2 separate regions of the Drosophila melanogaster genome follow, and region 2 is linked to region 1. A link is a contact called in public Hi-C data. All regions are on one chromosome and are shown on one strand. Each heading gives the region's core, a stretch centred on a gene start, on an enhancer-like site or on the middle of the called end of the contact. The rest is flanking DNA. Distances are from core to core; before and after follow the strand shown.

The links. Hi-C and Micro-C count contacts between places; a contact is called where the count stands out from the background.
Region 2: a contact with region 1 is called in a Hi-C map of the Kc167 cell line, with 1.8 times the contacts expected there. The contact joins the promoter of Cadps here to the promoter of lncRNA:CR44441 in region 1. A contact is called at or near these places in 2 of 107 Hi-C or Micro-C datasets (the Kc167 cell line and embryo).

Annotation. Positions count from the first base shown.
Region 1 is chr4:193,121-196,245 of dm6, forward strand. lncRNA:CR44441 (long non-coding RNA:CR44441) reads left to right here and starts at 1,612. Exons shown (of 1, transcript NR_123744.2): 1 at 1,612-2,780. It overlaps Abcd1 (ATP binding cassette subfamily D member 1), which reads right to left and starts at 709. Exons shown (of 10, transcript NM_166736.4): 1 at 425-709.
Region 2 is chr4:1,229,333-1,232,207 of dm6, forward strand. It overlaps Cadps (Calcium-dependent secretion activator), which reads left to right and starts at 1,505. Exons shown (of 23, transcript NM_001031858.2): 1 at 1,505-1,682. Dyrk3 (Dual-specificity tyrosine phosphorylation-regulated kinase 3) reads right to left here and starts at 1,381. Exons shown (of 7, transcript NM_001038725.2): 1 at 1,166-1,381; 2 at 974-1,088; 3 at 248-786; 4 at 1-183. The coding sequence starts at 641.

The DNA.
Region 1 (3,125 bases), core at 362-2,861:
AATACTCCAGCGATAATTAAATTTTAGAAAACATATTCGTTGAATGTATAAGCATACATTATTTTTATATATACATAAATATGTATATGCATGTATGTATATTAGATTGCTAGGTTTGGATTTTTACTGAAGTACGATACACAGTTTGATTTCGTGAATCATTATAGTTTTCCTAAAGATTAATAAAAAAAAAAACACTTATAGCTACTACTACTTGCACAACTTTTTGTTAGAAAATTTTATACGTCAGGAAAATAAACTATGAATGACTACTTGACGGCAATGTTTATAAACGATTTGTACTGTTAGAATAGACAGTCCCCGAAGGATACTGCCAGGCAAGTGAAAGAATCTAAGGCTATGACCGAACTGCACAAGAGCTTAAAGCTTGTTGTTTTCAGTAAAAGTATGTACATAGCCATACCTAGGTGCACAGTTAGTATGTGTGAGGTATGGATTGCTGTAAGCGTTCTTTGCCATTTCAGTTACATTAAACGTCAATAAACTGAAAAAAATAACCATACTTTTTTATACGCATATACAAACACGTACATTTTGGCATTAATCGTCCATATAATCAATAACATTTTACGATGGCTTTCGATGGTTTCAAAAATAATAGATATATATATATATAGAGTTATTAGTTGTAAAAGGCAGGTTTCGTAGGTTTGGATTAATTTTCAAATAGAAAAGTAACTTACTTAGTAATGTCTCAAACTTTTCCAATCAAAATTTTATGTGTGGCTATGTGCGTAAAGATAGCGTCACATGCTTAGTAACAATTATGGAACGGTGGAAATAAAATACGTGGGCCCTTTAAAATTGTTTTTAATTAAAAAAGATTGGACAAAAGTTCCTTTTAAAAGTATCCTGCAAATTGTAGTGTGAGTACACTTTTAGGGATGGCTTCCTTCATTCTTGTATTGTTGTACCAATTTGGAACAGCAAAAAAAATGACTGAAAATATATAAAGTTAACATTTACATATCCTAAAATACTTCCGTTGATTTTGTCTCCAATGTCAATAAAGCAACCGAGAACTTTGAGAATAATGAGAAGGAAAGATATCGTTTATTCCAGGATTCAGTTTTTCTAGTTACTATATTCCATTCAGCATCAGAACCAAAATCGATCCCCGGAAAAGTTTAAATTATTCATTTGGAAGTTAACATGTCGATAACAGTAACGCCTAAATAACCTAAACAGCTACTTTTTTGGTTTGGCATATCTGCCTCGCACTCGCAATTTTAATGCAATTTTCATTGCAAAACAGCAATATATACTCATATTTGCATTCTATGAAATTTATTAATAATATTAAATAAGTTAGTTTTGATATTGGCAATACTAACAACAAAAATTTGTATATACATAAACAATATAATTTTTCGTTTCCGCAAAATAGAAAATAATTTAAAACAATAAGTGCTGTAAGGAACAAAAGAAGATTTTAGACAAATAAAAGGTAAAAAATAGTATTATACATAATACATAGTAGTTGTGGCAGCACGTTGCATATAACTGTGTCTCAAATGTACAAACGATTACGAACTTTCACTATCACATCTGCTAAAAAACCATTTGATAATGGAACTGGGCTATGACAATGATCGATATTTTATGAAAAAAAACGTGTAATATCTATATATATTAATACGAACACACAAAGATAAAATGTTTTTTCCAAGACTTTAAAAAGTGGTTGAACAAAAGTTTGTGAACATTTTAGGATAAGTGCCAATATTATACATAAATCATTCGACTATCTATCACTCTTGGCGCTTTGGAAGATAGACAGGACTTCCTAATAATAACAAAGCTCACAAAAACCTTATTCAACGCTAACAACTCCCCAATCATAAAAAATATTAAAATCATACCGCTCATCAAAACGTCCCCCATACAAATCAGCAATAGACCGAATAATAGAAAAAGCAAAGCCCATTAACTACCATTTAAACAACAAAAAATACCCGCGCAGTCCTTACCTCCCTGGAACACCAATCTCTCCAAAATTGACACAACACTCAATAAGTTCAACGAAAGCAACACGACCCCACAACTTTTCAGGAGACTTTTTACAGAAAAGCAAACGAACGGTCTTCGCAGCAGAGCTTCTAGCCCTTATAGGCCCTAAAAACCAACAAAAATAAAAGAGGAAAATTCTGCATATGTTCAGACTCACTTTCCGCTATTAAAAATCTAAACAACAGCGATCACTACATATCTCACGCACGCAACCTACTACAAAAATTCAATACCAATTTTAAACTCCTTTGGATACTAGGACAAGTTGGAATACAACAAGCCAACCACTTACAACTATTGAATAAGAAATACCTAACCAAGATGAAAAAAACTTGGTTTCAAACATCCAACAAATCATCTTATCAGACTCGGGACATACACTAATAACACACAAGCACTACCTCGACCAAACCCAACAGACAATCAGTCAGTTCTGCAACGACAAACATATTAAATATCCTTAAATACATTTATATCGTCAATCTGTACTACCAGCTATAATGTAACCTTAACAAGATTATTCTATCCATCTAGATGTAAACAAGGAGGAAGGCCTCTGCTGCCGCAGCTTTTATTAATTCACTAGCTCTTAATTTAAATTATTTGTTATTTTATTAGAAATGCTTACTTATATCTCTTATATATTTTTAATGGAATCAAGTATATACATTTATTTTACGACTAACAGTAAAAATTTAGTTTACAAAAGAATTATATATCAAGTAACAGTGTTTATACCCGTTACTCGTAAAATAAAAATGTACACTACATTCGTTGAAAAGTTTGTAACGGGCAAAAGGAAGCGTTTAAGACCATGTAAAGTATATGTATATATTCTTGATAAGGATCAATAACCGAGTCGATCTAGCCATTTCCGTCTGTCCGTATGAACGTCGAGATCTCAGGAACTATAAAAGCTATAAGGTTGGGATTCAGCATACAGATTCCAAAGACATAGACGCAGCGTAAGTTTGCCCATTATGCCACGTCTAACACTTTTGAAAATGTTTAGATTTTTCTTATTTTTATTGTTTGTCTTGCTAATTTTTATCTATATACCACTGTGGCCATGGTTATCCTTTCACCAATAAAAC
Region 2 (2,875 bases), core at 255-2,754, 1.0 Mb after region 1:
ACATAATAATTTGTTCGTGAAATAAAAAGGTGTGGTTTTCCATTACAGAAGATTCTTTGACTGAAATTAGCGATTCACATTCGGGTTCCGACTTTGATTTCGAATTTTCCGAAATCGTACGCAAAAACAACCCAGGAACATCTTTTGTCTTTGATGGAGATGTTACATTAGGCAACGATATTGCTATAATTTTTAATTTAATTAAAAGGATCATTTAAATACTTATTAGTGACAAAAAATTTTTTACCTTGAATAGACTCTGAAATTTCGCAGCAATCGAAAATGGGTAAAATTTGAATATCTCCAGGGTAATTGGCAATATTATTTGATGGCTGCGTGGGAAAGTCTTCTTTACTATCATTGAGCATTGCCAATGGTTCAAAGCATCGGGTTAAATATTGTAATCCACTGTCCCGGTATTGATGACGGTTGGCTTTTTCAGTATTATTTTGAGCGATACCAGTATGTGTTAAATTTTGGTTAATCATCTGAATTTGTATCTGAGGTAGTGATGTAGGAGGTGAAAGTGCTTTTGAGAGTTGTGTGTTTTCCAGATGAGTTGTGTTTAAATTATTTTTGTCTGTTGCGGGTGTTTCAGATAATTCGATATGATTGTTTTTTTTTTCTTGAGAACCGACCATAGTGCGCTTGTTTATGGTAGTTATTAAATCCGATTTTATGTAGATTGTTATAAATTAGTTTATTACATTTCGGGTGTTCCCAGGATACAGAATTATTTAATGTGTTTTATAACAACACAGTTTTCATTAAACTAGTTTGCCGCAACTGGAATAAGAAATATTTGGTTTAATAACGATTGTGTGCCTTAATATACATTTTAGTCGGCAATGCACTCTACTTTAAAAAAATATCCTATTATCGTATCAAAATTGATTTTGTTTTTTAACTTTCCGATCTTGGTTTTTTCTAAATACTTTTTATTTGTGTAAATAGTTTGTATATATGTACTTACATCTGCATATACATAACGAACAGTTGAAAGGCACAGCCAAAATAAATAGTAATATATATTGAGGTTATAAACTTCGGCACTTGTGCTTAAATTTATTATTTTTGTATTGCTATACCTTTAATTAATTAAATATAATAATACCTTAATAAGTATATTGTCAACACTTAATTGAGTTTATGTCCATGTACATACATACATATATGTACAAATATTGCACATCGATGAAGACTGTATCAGAACAGTTTGATTAAACATTAACCGAGAGCTATAATATTTGATGTATTGCAATGATTTGTATTGTATACTTTACAAATAGGTAAAACCAGATATTTGTTTATCGTACAATTTCATTTGAATACACAATTTTCAAAGCGACCCGAACAAAGAGAAGAACAGTGTGACCGTGTTAAAACAGTTTTAACATGCCACCTGGCTCACATGTACTCACAATAGCGTTTGAAGCACGTTTTATAACCATAATCAACGGAGTACCATATAAAATGACTTCGGTGGTCCAGAATAAAGTTCTTTAGAACTTGTTTCGCAACTCAAACATAGGAACCACTTAGCATACAACAGCTCTAATATCAAAGTTTGTGACGAAAATTGAATAAATCAATACTTAGTCCACCGGACCGTTTTCGAGCGGAAATCGACTTTATATATAATTTGCAGGGCAATCGTTTGCCCATATAATGCGAGTCAAATCGTAAGAACACGTGTGGTATTGTAACATACATATATAATTCATGGGAATATTTATTCCTGTTTTCCCATTTTACTATTATGATTTTAAAAAGGTCGTATAACATTTTTTTAGTTTAGATCATTCATGCATGGCCCTAAGAAAGCGTTGTTATTCGCTTATAATGATCATTATGTCATTAGGGTTAATTTTTACGAATGGGCGAAAGAGCTGTTGTTTTAGGACAAATACTTTACTTAATATTTATCAAATCATTATTTGTTGTGAATATTTCTATCGATTTGCCAACAAATATGTATAAGTTAAATCAAGGCAAGTCTCTAATGTCCTAGTATCAATGTTTTGTGCTCATTGTTTATAGTGTTTTATGACTCGAATGCTATTTTGTCAAGCATGGCGGGCAGTAAAACAGTCAAATGCAATGCATATAGTCCAGAAACTAACTTTTGACTCAGATTAATTTTTTAAAGATTTAACTGTTTTCTGTTTTAATTTTTATATAAGTAACGAGTTGACTATGGAGTTCCACCACGTTTTTATTTGTCTTGACAGTTTCTATTGATCTGTAAAAAATATTCCATTTCTTTGAACTAAATAAACTAAGGTAGATATAATTTCCAAAACGTTTATCAAATAGTTATTAAGAAATTCATCTTAACCAAAATAAAAAGTATTTTAAGAATCCCTTCAACTACAAAATTTAGGCATAATTTAAATCTAATTGTGTTTCAGACAGTCCTGCTTTACTTAAATTATTGAAAATCAGAAACTTCTGCAAATCATCAACCAAATCGTCGAAAACAGTAGTTGTAACGGGAGTGCTAAGGTTACCACCATCGAAGTTATCGATAGTTCCATCGATTTTTTTTGCTTCTCCAACTTAACTATTCTTCAAACGGAAATCCATTTATTCATATGTGAAAATAGAGAACTGTATAAATAGAAGTAGATAATTTGTGAAATAAACCTGATGTCGCCTTGAAAATACATAAAAAACTTATATTTTTGTCAATAATTATACTATGAATTTCGTTTGTCATTCACATAGTAAATGAATTCAAAGTTTTGTTATCGTGTAACTCGAATTCATATAAATAGTGATAAAGTTTGTTCATAATTTAAAGCTATATTATAAGCACCATACATTACCGAACGACAAGCATAAATCTAATATTTAAGGTATTTGAAGCAATTAA